Regions from separate parts of the Gossypium hirsutum genome. Here region 2 is linked to region 1. The links are chromatin contacts, called in public Hi-C maps. All regions are on one chromosome and are shown on one strand. The core of a region is the stretch at or near the end of the contact, and the rest is flanking DNA. Distances in the headings are between cores, read along the strand shown.

Region 1 (6,735 bases), core at 3,346-5,845:
TTCCGACCAGGTACTGATCAGTTTTAATGGAAATTTATCCCAGCTCATTCCTTAAAAGAAGCATCTATAACAGTGTTTTTTGTATGTTCATTCTAGGTGGTTGAACTTGACTTCCTTTATCCTAGCGAAGGCATCCACCGTCGGTGGGATTGTGGGTATCGTATAACTGCTACTGCAGCAACGTGGGACCAGGCTGCTTTTATTCTTAGTTTGCCAAGGAGGAGGCCAGTAGATGAAACACAGGAAACTCTCAGAACATCAGCATTTCCAAGCACTCATGTCAAGGTTGATAAATGATTATCTGAACCTTACTAGCTTTGGGCTTCTGTTTACTTAATTAACTCTAAGTTTCTTTACCTTGCAGGAGAAGTGGGCAAAGAATCTTTACCTAGCTTCCATTTGTTATGGACGTACAGTTTCATAAGCTGCCCCATTCTTTTGTTTAGGATCTCCTTGGTGACATGGTTGAAGGTGCAGGCCTGTTAAACTCTCTACTAGCTATCCATACAGTAAAAGCTCAAACCCTCCGTCTTCTGAAGGTGCATCAATGAGGGTATAGTGAAATCTTAACCAGTACAGGCTTTCAAAGTCAATTGTAACTAAAATATAGGTGCTTTTAGTTGAACTTTTCTGTTGCATTCCTCCCACCACTGTGTGGGATCTCTCCGTCTCATGTGCCCCGGAATTCCAGAAATGATGGGTCAGTCTGTTAACTCTCCGTAGTTTCTAAGTAACAAGAACTTTGTTTAGGTCAGATGCAAAATGGCAAAAGTTTCCTATTTTCTTGGTTTGCTTGTTGATGTGGAAATATTGCCAATGTTCCTTTGATCATATTGTTCAATTTAGTGAGTAATGGGACAAGTAAAAGCGAGCAGCATTTTTCAAAGTTTTGAAACTTTTGGGGGATGTAAGTAATTATTATTTGGGTTAAAAGGATTGGGTGGATGAATCTCTTGTGCACTTGTTTTACCTCCATCAGGGCCCTTTTCCTGATCCAAGTATTGCTAACAAATACAAATCTAGATTTATTATACCATTTCAAAAACATGTTAACAGGTGAAATGACACTTCGACTGCAGCAGCTATCACGTTCAGAAAATGTACTATCCTGATCATTACTTCATTTTTTTTTCCTCAAATATATATTCAAATTTTGATTCAAAAGTGTGCAACTTTATACAATCATGACACATCATTAAAAAAAATTATTTAATTTATAATATTGTCATAATTTAATATTAAAGTTATTATTCACTGTTGGATTACCTTTTTAAAAGGATTTGAGACATCATTGGGTTACAACTGTTATGCTGCTACTAAAGATGATTGTGTACCAAGAAATTGTTATTTTCTTCTTTTCATCATAGACTTCAATGAAGGCTTACATTAAACTTACAAATTGCTCATCAAAGGAGAGACGTATTCCTCCTTACGAACTACATCACTCCCTCAATAAGAAAATGCCGTTTTAAGAAGCTTGGATGAAGGCCCCTGACATCTCTTGTTTGCGAAAAATGTAAACACCAACTCATTGAAGAGTTGTTTACGGTTAATTTCGTCAATTTGTTTCTGCACAACTTCAGCTTTTAAGTAATAGGCCTGCGACATATCCTCTCCAGCGAAACATTTTCCTGGTGTGTATAACCAAGATAAATGAATGCGTGACAACATTAGTATGATTAAAACATCAAGTTGCAGCTATCCGTAAGGTGGACGGACACAAGCCAAAACAAAGAGAGGAGATGGAAGAGTGTGGTTATTGAGTTTGTATACCTCAGAGTAGTCATGGTCATAGCAGACCACGAATACGCATGTACATCCTTTATCATCATGTGTCTGCCTTTGAATATCCACAACATGCGCATCACAGTAGAGTTGATAATACTCTCTATCCTAATAGATCAACAGAGGAATATAGATTTTGGAAATTGCTTCAGTGCCGAGTGATTCAAATGGCCACCAACATCTAATCAAATAAGATAGTAAAAGGAAAATACCAGGTAGCACAGCACAAGGTCCCCAATATTAACCATACCACATTCCGAAGGTTCTAAAGGAATAGATCGTTCACGCACTGCAGTTTCTACATTCACCCACTCATCCTCTGCTTTATCAAACCCAGCAAACCGTACACGTACTTCCTACAATATATAACAGGTCATATGCATTAATAAATACTTGCAGTCTCCTTTTTTATAGTTAACTATAACCAGTAACAAAGGAACCAACAAAGGAAAGCATTAAAACAAGCACAGTAAGATACAGGAGCCTGCTACTTTATATCATAAAATACAAAACCGGTACAAGAATCTTACAAGTTCACCATTACAAAGGACCCTATAGTTGAGAAATGTTTCAACATCATACCTGAAAGCCAAAGAAATATTAGTCACATGCACTAGTTTAAGCCGCAAGGACCTTCATAAGATCCAAAAATAGTTTGGGTTTTGTCCTAATTCTATTAAAATAAAGATTCAATAGAATTACAACGTCTATATGTCCAGCCAAAAATTTGGAAGGCCAATCCAAAATCTATATCACACATCATTGGATCCTAAGTGCACCTCGTCCACAAATACAAGCCGCAATATCACTTCATTTCTTTACTATTTCCGGCTTTCTTAGTTTCTTTTCTATTCATCTGGGAGATTAATCTTTACCATAAATGTCCATGATTCCACACAACTTGACTAATAAGGGGTGCTTTATTAGATTCCTATTTTGGACATCCTCTTAGCATTCTTGATAAATTAGATACTGAAATCCAATCTAAACCTGAAATTTCGAGTCAATAATTTACTTCAAGATATAATAGCGAAGGTGTAGGCTTATAATGGCTTCTCTGAAGGTTAGACAAAAAACATTTGAATGACTTTTGCATGCCTTCATCAATATAGTCTTCCTCACCATGCATAATCTTTTGCTGATCTGGCTTCAAATGACAACTCCTTAAGGTCTTCAACTGTACCTGCATTAAAATGAATACAAGAAAATCCATACAGTTTCAGTTTCAACCAGAAAATAGAAGAACTTTGCAAGTTGGATAAAACACTACTTTTAAAATTTTGTGCTATTCATGATAGTGATAATTGTAACCATCGCCTCCAATTGTATATGTATATATGGTTGCTTGGCCTTAGAAATGAACCAACTTGAATGGTAGCTTTGGCTCGATTAGTTGACATAATTCAGTCAAGAATGCAGGCTAATCATGATAGTAATCTCTGCTTCTAAACTGAGTTTGAAAGAAGGGTATTAACATCAGCCTAATTTATGACAAGTAGCGGTTAATCGATAATGGTTAAACTATCAGACATTCATTTCATTCTTTTCGCTATGCAAGTTTTAAAATATTCCTTTTAGCACTTGTAAAACTTCAAACTTTATGAAAGTGACATCTTGATGTAGCAGCTAGCAAGTAAAGCTAGACAAAGCTAGGTCATATAGGATGAATCAAGCAACAATTCCCGAGTAACCATAAGATATTTACCGATAAATTAGACTAAAAAAATGTACACTATGATGCCAACAAGTAAACCTTTTCGCTTTTGCATGACCTCTAGCGGTTTGCTTGAATCTTCACCAGAAAGATCAACAAATAGCTTTAAGGCCATTGCTGATGACTCTTGCTGAGTTTGTACCTCCATTTGTTTTTCTTGGAAAAAAAGTTGGACCTAAAAGACAAAAAGAGAGAGAGAGAGAGAGAGAGAGAGAGAGAGAGAAGATTTGTGAATGCCATTATGAACTTAACATGAAATCCGTAGGTACAACGAAATAAAACAAACCTGTTGCCATGTTATAGTAGATTTTCCAAGACGGTTTGAAGAGCAACTGTAAGAACAAAAAAACCCAAAGTAAGGAAAAAATAATAATCTTTTTATTTATAAAATAGAAAAAATCACCTGAATCTGGTAGCTAGATTGTTGCAGAATTCCTCATTAAGCGTTTCATCTCCTATTGCCTTGTACTTGTTCTCCATTTCCAGAATCTTTTAATCAGAGGGGAAAAAATGAGGATGTTTGGGAGATTAAAGAGGGAAAATCAAGAGGAACAATACAAAAGGGGAATTCAAAGAGAGGAAGGCGCTTCCATTTATGCGATGATCAAAACAGAAAGATTAAGCATAGGTAGAGAGGGAATTGAGGGTGGTCAAGAAGTTAGAAAAAAAAAAGAGGGGAAATGAAGAGGCAGAAGAGAGAGAATTACTTACCTCAGCTAAGGTGAATTCAGAAAGGGAATCCCATGAATCGTTGTCCACCATGTCTGACCAAAATCTGAAAAATCTTTGCCGTCGACACGACAGACACAGAATCTTCAAAAGTAACTTGGGTTTTGTTTTGAGGTTTACTTCTACTATTATTATTATGTAATATGTCGGAGGTTTTTAATTTTATTGCTATCTTTTCAGCGAGTATGGACACTCAAACCTGGCCCAACCCAATTCTTTTCCATTGAATTTTTCTTTTTTCTTTTTAATTTTTTAACCAAGCATAGAGTCCACCATCTCTTGTTCTTTCGAGCTAAATATTGATGGAACTCACATTCCGTATTCAGGATTGGCATTTTCGGCAGCAATAGCAAAAGATGAATACTGTAGATGAATGTGAAGATAGGATATGCTAATTGCGATAGAATTATTGTTGAAATTGGATGTACTCTAACGGTCGAAATCTTTCTTTTGAAAACGGGGTTACTTTTATTTTGAAAATGAAAAAAAAAAAAAAGTCAGCGACTAATTTTTTTATGAAGTGTGATTGGATCACATCATAATTTGATCATTTTAATAAGAGATTTGATTTCTTAAAATGATATTTTTAGTTTACGAAAATCTAGAAAATAAGTTCGGGAGTCAGTTACATACGAGGAAGGATTAGCACCTTCGTAACGCCCAAAATTAGTACCTAGTTGATTAATTAATGTCTTAGCATCGAAAGTTAAAAATTCGAAAAAAAATTTAAAATACGATCCTTTTTTGCATTATGCATTTTAAATAAAATCTCTTGAATTACTGAAAACATGTAAAAGGACCTTTTTTTTTTGAAGTAATTAACAGGTCATTTCTCGTAAGTTAGGATACGACACATTAAATCCCTGAAAATAAGTTGTCCTTTTACTTTATTATTTGATCGAATCTCATGTATTTAAAAATTTAAAGGATGTTCGATTATTTAGGATTAACAAGAAAATCGAAACCCCGTAAGTTATGGTACAACTTCTCAAATCTCCAAATACGAAACATTGGCTATTTTGAAAACCTTTTTTAGAATAATATCAAACGTAATATTTAAAACAATGTATTTTTCTTATTCAGGATATAACATAAAACGGCTTATTATTCAATAATACATTTAAATGTGATTTTTTGACGTGATTTTAACGAAATGAGATAAGAAAACGAAACGATGATATAGATGAAATGTCATGTAAATGACGTATACTAATAAAAACAATTTACAAGCATCACATAATGTACACTATTTTAACACTAATATGAACAATCAAAGATAAATGAAATAGATAGTAACAATAGTAATAATACCAAAGCATACACATAAAAGGACAACACCAACTTAAAAACAAAGAAATAAATAAAATAAATACATAAATAATGTAAGAGAAAATAGTTTATAAAAGTATTGAAAATATAAAACCAAATTAAAATATAAATGAAATTTAAAGGTACAATTTGGAATAAAATATATAAATAAATGAAATAATAAAATAATAATAATATATGTACAAGTAAAAAAATCTAATTTTAAAGGTATAAAAAGGGTAATAAATAGATAGAATTTAGAGATGTGCATGAACCGGGCGGCCCGGCCCGGCCCGAAGGCTCACCCAAAAAATAGAAGGGTTTGGGTAAAAATATAAGCACGAAAAATAGACTTGAACAAAAAACGAGGCCCATTTAGAAAACGAGCTGGGCCCCGGGTAAGATTTTTTTTTGCCCAGGCCCGGCCAGATTTTAATATTAAATTATTTTTAATATTTTTTATTTTTAATTTTAAGTAACTTTAGTACTTTGACTTTACTTTTTTTTGTTGTTTTTAATGTTATTTTGATATTGTAAAACTTTTGTTATTAATATAATTGGTTCTTAATTTAGTTCTAATTTGTTTCAATTTTTCAATTTTAATATAATTACTTTTTATTATATTTTTAATTTATGTATTATTTTAAGAATTATTTTAGTCTCATTTTTATTTGTTTTTTTTATTTTAATATTTGTTTTTATGTTTTTAAATGTATTTGATTTATTATATTTTAAATTTTTTTATTTAATAAAAAATAAAAAAAATTAATATGGCCAGGCTGGGCTTGGGCCTACTATTTTTTCCCGGGCCAGGCTTGGACAAATTTTTAGGCCCATATTTCGGGCCAGGCCAGGCCCGGGCATTGAAAATGGGCAAAATTTTTTGTGGGCCCGACCCTGCCCATGCACACCTCCAAGATAGAGGTGATCATGGGCCAAGCTGGGCCGGGTTCGGGTCGGGCCCATACAAAATTTTAGGCCCGTCTACTAGGCCCAGGCCTGAAATACGGGCTTAAAATTGCTAAGCCCGACCCAAAATAAAATTCCTAAGCCCGAGCCCGACCCGGCCCGACCCATATTAATTTTTTTTCTTATTTCATTAAATAAAAAAATTTAAAAATATAATAAATCAAATATATTTAAAAACATAAAAACAAATATTAAAACAAATAAAATGATACTAAAACAATTATTAAAAC
Region 2 (6,856 bases), core at 2,820-5,319, 190 kb before region 1:
TTTGGTCTAGTGTGAAGCCTAAACTATAGTAAAAAAATTATTGCGAGTGACTTGAAAGAGGCTGTTCTTTTTTTTATTTTAATATATCACATGGGTTAGTCAATGGGTTATAAAGGGTTAAAAATAAATTTTTTAAAAAATATTTTAAATTTTTTAGAGCTAGGACTAAACTGACAAATTTTGTAAATGTTGAAGGCCAAATTTATTAAATTTTTTAGAATTAGAGCTAAAAAGACAAAATTTGTAAACATTGAGAGCTAAGTTTGTTTTTTTTATATTTAAGATCAAATTAATAGAATGTGTAAACACTAGAGAATTAGTTTTGTTAAAAACCAATAAAAAAACTCACATCAATTTAGAGTGACTAAAATATTTAATTTTTAAAAAATTTAGTGACTAAATAAAAAAATTAATAGTTAAGTGATAAAAATAAAATAAAAATTTTCATAATTTACCCATAAAAAAATAATTTTCACCATGTTTCATATTATTTAATAGAAAACTTTAAAAAAAAACTAATTTACATGTGTGAAAATATATAAAAATTAATTTACTCACAACTAAAATGCAATACGTCTCTTTTTAATACTTTTTACCTATATTGGATTTATATTTTATTCAAAAGTAAGGAAAGGCAAAGGTACTAAATAATGGTAAGAAACGCAAGGTAGAAGATAATTACGTTACGGTAATTTTTTTATTAATTTAGATAATTTGAATTTTGAAATATTTTGTTTGAACTAGTAAAACAAGAAAAGCCGCAACAATAAATGCTGTAGAACTAACCTTTGAGCGCGGAAAACATAAATGGTAAGTTATACTAAATAACAATATACTAAAGAAAATTTAATGGTATGTTGAAATTGTTTGTGAAAAGAAAACATAAATTTTAAATATTTTAATTTATAAATTATTGATATTATTCATATTAAAAATTATATTTTATTTTTAAAATAATAAAAAAAGGAGTAAACAACACAATTACCATGTGTTGTCACAATAAGTGTACCACATGTCACCTACGACCTAAGATATTGTAGTATATAATATATATGAATCCGACATATATTTTAAATTGACGTACTTTTTAATGGTGGCTGACATACTTTTTGGGCCCGAAAGAAAGATATTCACTGGCATTGCTCGTTTTAACTCTGGCTTTATGCAATTGAAAATTACAAAAAAAAAAAAAATTCAACAATAACAATTACAAAAAAATCTGCAACAATTTTCATTGCAAGGAAAATTGCTCCTTCAAGTGGAATCATAAATTCACTCTATTGAAATTATACGTCCTGTCTTGTGCTGATATGTAGATTCCTAAGATCCAAACAAGTACTCCATGACTTTGTTCCCTAGTGATTTTGTAGGGCTTGCCATAACACCTCCCGACTGTCGTGCATTGGCATTGCCGTTTTGAAGATAGTACGGTCGAGGTGGCCTGAAATTGTTAGACTCTGATGTTCTACTTGATGCCGGAGTCAAAGTCATGAAGCCCTGATTATTCAATCTTTCATTTAATGCCTCGCGTTGCATTTGATCCACTGGCTTCACACCAACCATTGGTACTCCATTAATTTGCATTCCATTCCTGCCAAGAGCCCGTTGAGCCTCGGATCGTTTCTACACCAAAAAGAAAGCAATCATTGCCATGTATTGGTTTTAACATTAGCATGTATGATTTCATCTCCTTCCAGTTCTGTTAATCCACAAGAGTCAAAAGACTTTCACATACAACAATGCGTATATTTCAGAACAGATGACACAAGATTAAACATAAAGATGGGATAAAAAGAACACAGCCTAATTGTTAACAAACATATCATTCCAATCAACTACTTTTTAAATTAATCTCGGACTCGTTTTTGTTTCTTATACAAATAAAGAAAATGGCACGAACAAAACAGATTGGTATAAGGGAATTAAAAAGAAAGATAACCAGGGTACATAATACTTCTCACAAAAGAACTTAACAAATATCACTAAACAACATTAAGAGGAAGGAAATAGGAAGATGGAGACAGAAGATTCACCGAATAAAGAATGTGGATCCAGTTAGCATCTCTTGGCCCAGGAACATGTTTCAATATCACACCACACTTTTCAAACTCTCGCAAAACTAAATTTGTATCAGCAGGAGAAAATCTGGAAAGAAAGCAAATATTAAAGCCAATGGGGTCTTGCATACATATAACATCAAAACAACACCATCAGTTTAACCCCAAATGTTTAGGTTGAACACTTTGTTTTACTAGACAAACATGCTATGATAAATGTCATCACGAAGAAGGAAAATGTTAAAATTTAAGGCTGATTTATCAGAAGGTTCTATATTGAGGAGAGTGGATCAAACAAACAGATAGAAGATTTCAGGCTGCACTATTGAACATTGAGAAATCTAGCAAGAAGTTTCCATTTTTCAACAAGTAGACAAAACCACGCTAGCAATTATTCAAAACATTTAAGCGGATAGCATCAAAATAATTATGTTTTTAACCTGACACATAAAGGTATGAAATTTTAGAAAACTGAATAAGGATAATATAGGGATGCAGATAAATGTCCAGTAAAATAATAAAAGCAAAAGTTACGTCAGAAAAATGAGGCCACATTACAGGAAAAAACACTACTGATTGCTAGAAGACAACAAGACAATATATCAACTATTAAGTAGAACATGAAAGAATGGACTATGAAGCATACCCATAAACAGTAACCCATTCTTCCTCATCTAGATTTGCTGTAGGTACGGAGTTCCTCTGTATCTCTGGCCTAGCAACTGCCCTTAGAGGTGGAAGTGTGATCAATGCACCAGGCTGAGCCATGCCGTCAACGGGAGAGCCCTTTCCCTTGTCATCTTGCTCACTACTACTTGACTTGGGTGACCACCAACTCGAACTCCCTGGGCTCTGCTGATTCGACTGCCCATTAAGTACTGCAAATGAAGTGCTAGCCCTTGACTTGTTCGTTGCTGGAGTAGAGAAGTCACGTCCAGAACTTCGGACTGGAGTTCTTGGATCTGACTTGATTTCGGAAGATATAGGATAATCCAATACTCCAGATTCGGGTGAAAAATCCACACGGTCCTCCAAGGTGTACATAGGAGGAGGCGGAAGATCTGAGCCTCTGAAATTGTCTCGCCATAAAGCCGAGACTGCTGCTGCTTGACCTGGACTAGAGAATTTCCCTTTCCGGGCAGAGATTGGTGATGCCAAGTCTTGGAAAAACAATGACTGCCTCCCTGATTTTGGAGTTCTATGAACCACAGTGCTCATTTCTTTCTAGATTATAAACACTTAATAAAGATTCATCTACACAAAGTTACAAATAATGTCATTAGCTTTATCAAAACCTGATGAACCATGTTCGTAAAAACTTGATGTATCAAAACCACAGTGCTCATTATTTCCAAAGTATGATCACTTAATAAAGAGTCCTATATACAAATCATATCATCAGCTTTATAAAAACCTGATGTACCAACTTATACAATATCAATTTTCAATAAGCTCTAAAACCCCCAATTTTAAGATGATCAATAGAATGTTTAACATTCAACAATAATAACTTCAATAGTTTAGTTAACTAAAGCTGATTCTTTTGTACCTTGTTTTCTTCTCTTGGATTTATTTCTATTAAATTATCCAAACAGATTATCAGATCAATCAATAGCTTAACCTTACAAATTTTTCTCCAGCTATTAGACAATGAACCACTTTCGTAGCTCAATTCCCTTAGCAAACCATTTCATTGACATTGTAGATGTATATATAAACAGAATTAAACAAAGAAAAGAGATCGAACCTTTGAGTTGAGCTCCGTTTGGATTACCCTTCCAAATTGGAAAGCTGAAGAACAAAAATCTTCTCAGCAACAATTCTAATTTTTGAAACGCTAAATCTTAGATCCTCTTCAGAATTTGTGTTTTGATTACTGTTCTGATTCTGCTTAAATCACGTAAAAGAAAAAAAAAGCTTCATTTTCCGTTTGTTTTCGCATTACAGTTTTTTTTCCCCTAAGACCAGACAATTTCGGGTAAAAGCACCGGAGAAGTCCCTGTACTTGTGGCGGATTGCATTTCGGTATCTATACTGAATAAATAGACAAATTAAGCCTTATACATTTCAAAACGTGAAAATTAGCTCCTCCATTAAATTTTATCTGTTAAGTGATGATGTGGAACATTAATTTAAATAATTAATTATCAATTTGGTACTTGAACTATAATTAAAATATCATTTAGTAATTCTAAAAATTAAAAAATCTTAAAAATAAATATAAATTATTAAAAATATTAAAAATTATATTAAAACAGTTTTATAAATAAAAATTTCAAAAAATTTAAAATACGTATGTAAAAATCTAAAAAAAAAAAAACTTGAATATCAAACTTTCCAATCGAAACCAGACACCATCGTTTTTTTTACATGAAATTTTTTCCTTATTCTAGAAAACCCAAAAAAATAAAAAATAAAAAAAAATATAGTAGTGGAACAACCAAATGGCAAGGGAAACATCTTGGAAGAGAAGTGGAAAAGCAATCAAGAATCAAATGAGGGGTTTTAGAATATTAATTTTCTTGGAGCTCTTCGTACAGGATTTTTTTTGATGGACCAGTTCAACATGGTGATTAAGTTTAATTTGTATGGTTTTCATTTGACATAATACATCAATCACCTGTCATTTGTGTGAATTTTTTTTTAAATAAACATACTATATTAACATAAATACCATTTACTATATCTAAATTGAATACTTTTAAAATTCTATCATAAATCTGTAAATCTTCTTTCCCATTAAATGACATTTAAGCTAGATAATTAGTAACTCGATTATTTTCTAGAGGCATATTTTAGAATTCAATAATTTCATGTATCAAAATTTGATGAATCTGTCTAATTAAAATAGAATTTGAAACTGCCAATTAACTACCTTGAATACCTTTAATTATCTAAAATTGTCTATTTTATTATAACTGTACGTTTGAAGAAGGAAATTTGTGTGAATATTTGAACAAAGATATTTTGCCATGTTGTTTACCCCAGCTGCCATACTATTAGTGGGTTTCCTTCAATTTAAAACACCCCAAAAGCTTTTATGGAAGCAAAATTTTTTTCCTTCAATGAAAATCATAAATTTTTTAGAATTTTTTACATATTTATTTTGAATTTTTAGATTTCCTTAATTATAATATTTTTTAAAAAAACATTTTAGCATAAATTTAAAAAAATTATATTTACTTTAAGAAATTTTTAAATTTTTTAGAATTTTTGTTAAGAGTGTTTTTTAAAAAAATTAAAAGATATTTTAGCTATAGTTTAAGAACCAAATTAGTAATTAACCATTTAAATTAATATTTTACACCATTATTTAACCGATAAAATTTAATGGATGAGTTAATTTGTACATTTCAAAATGTAAAAGGGTTAATTTATCAATTTTTTAATAGTGTGGCTGAAATATAATTCATCCCTAAATATAAGAGCTTCCTCGATACTTTCACCAATAATTTCTATTATTTCAATTCGAATCAAATTATGAGAAAAAAAATTATTTTTCATTAGTAAAATTAAATTAATTAAGAACATGATAATTATGAAATTGCCCAAAATGGAGAGTGAAGTAAAAATTCTAAAAAAAATTTAAAATAAAACGTGATAAAAAAAGAGTAATTTTATTCGAAATCGTAAATATCTTAAATAATGTAAATCTAGTTATGTTTGTGATTATGATACATAATATTTCCTCGTTATTTTGTTGAATTACCATTAAATATTTTAGAATTTTTAAAACTTTTGATGGGAATGGTCGATCATTTATAAATATAAATGATGAATTTAAATTTATTTTAAATCTGCTCATTTTAAAATATTTATATTATTTTCAATTTTTTAATATAACAAAAAAAGAAGAAGCTATAGTTGATAAAAATTAAAAAGTGCATAACAACATATTTTCAATAGTTAATACATATTAATATTAAATTACATAATTGATTTTTTCTTTTTCATTTCAATGATTAATAAACAGTTATAAACATACCAATATTAGCTTTATTCGTTGTAATGAATCAGAGCATAAATCTCAACATCTGAAAATAAATAACAAAGTCCTTAGAAGAGTCTCTAAAATTAAATTTACAAAGTAAACTAGGATTTGCTACCCATTCTTCTCATAGCATTAGAGCATCAACACAACAATTTACAAGAAAGGTACATGTGAATAATTTACTTTACAACTATAAATAATATTATTATTTTATACATTGATAACATAATTAATTTATTTACATAATTTTTGCAGAGATCAAAATAATGAAGATGAAAAATGTATATTTTTTTAAATATTATATAATTACCTAATTATCATTTGAAATTTATTTAATTATACAATATTATATATTGTACTTATGTATAGTAATAATTACTTGTATTAATTGTATGAATTAAATTTCTTTATTTTTTGAGTACAAATAAATATTTTTAATATTATATACTTACTTAATTATCATTTGAAATTTATTTATTTTTAAAATGTTATATATTGTAATTCTATTTAGTAATAATTGTTATATATTTATTTACTTATTTCTTCCTCAACATGCCTATAGTCATCATCTCTAGGATCTAACTTGCTCTGAAGGACTGAAAGGTTAGAATTAGTTAGTTGAAAATCATCTCTGGCCATGCTTAGAACTAGTTCAGCAAATTTATATTCCTTGTGGTTGTTCAAGATCATAAATCAATTAACTAAAGCCGTGATTGGAAATCAATGAGCTCTAAAAATGATAGTTGCGATCGTAAATCAATGAACTGTTTAAGTGGAGTTGCGATCGTAAATTGACGAACTCTTAATG

The links. Hi-C and Micro-C count contacts between places; a contact is called where the count stands out from the background.
Region 2: a contact with region 1 is called in a Hi-C map of leaf, with 1.5 times the contacts expected there. The contact joins the promoter of LOC121208615 here to the promoter of LOC107897346 in region 1. A contact is called at or near these places in 2 of 34 Hi-C or Micro-C datasets (both in leaf).

What each region holds. Positions count from the first base shown.
Region 1 is chrA10:8,376,695-8,383,429 of Gossypium_hirsutum_v2.1, reverse strand. LOC107897346 (protein SAWADEE HOMEODOMAIN HOMOLOG 1) reads right to left here and starts at 4,595. Exons shown (of 9, transcript XM_016822782.2): 1 at 4,211-4,595; 2 at 3,903-3,988; 3 at 3,786-3,831; 4 at 3,539-3,674; 5 at 2,908-2,968; 6 at 2,316-2,367; 7 at 1,998-2,141; 8 at 1,774-1,893; 9 at 1,196-1,631. The coding sequence starts at 4,261. The coding sequence ends at 1,587. LOC107897345 (casein kinase 1-like protein HD16) reads left to right here. Exons shown (of 16, transcript XM_016822781.2): 14 at 1-10; 15 at 97-285; 16 at 365-867. The coding sequence ends at 424.
Region 2 is chrA10:8,562,024-8,568,879 of Gossypium_hirsutum_v2.1, reverse strand. It overlaps LOC121208615 (nuclear pore complex protein NUP35), which reads right to left and starts at 4,069. Exons shown (of 4, transcript XM_041079744.1): 1 at 3,805-4,069; 2 at 2,704-3,311; 3 at 2,034-2,145; 4 at 1,122-1,623. The coding sequence starts at 3,275. The coding sequence ends at 1,321.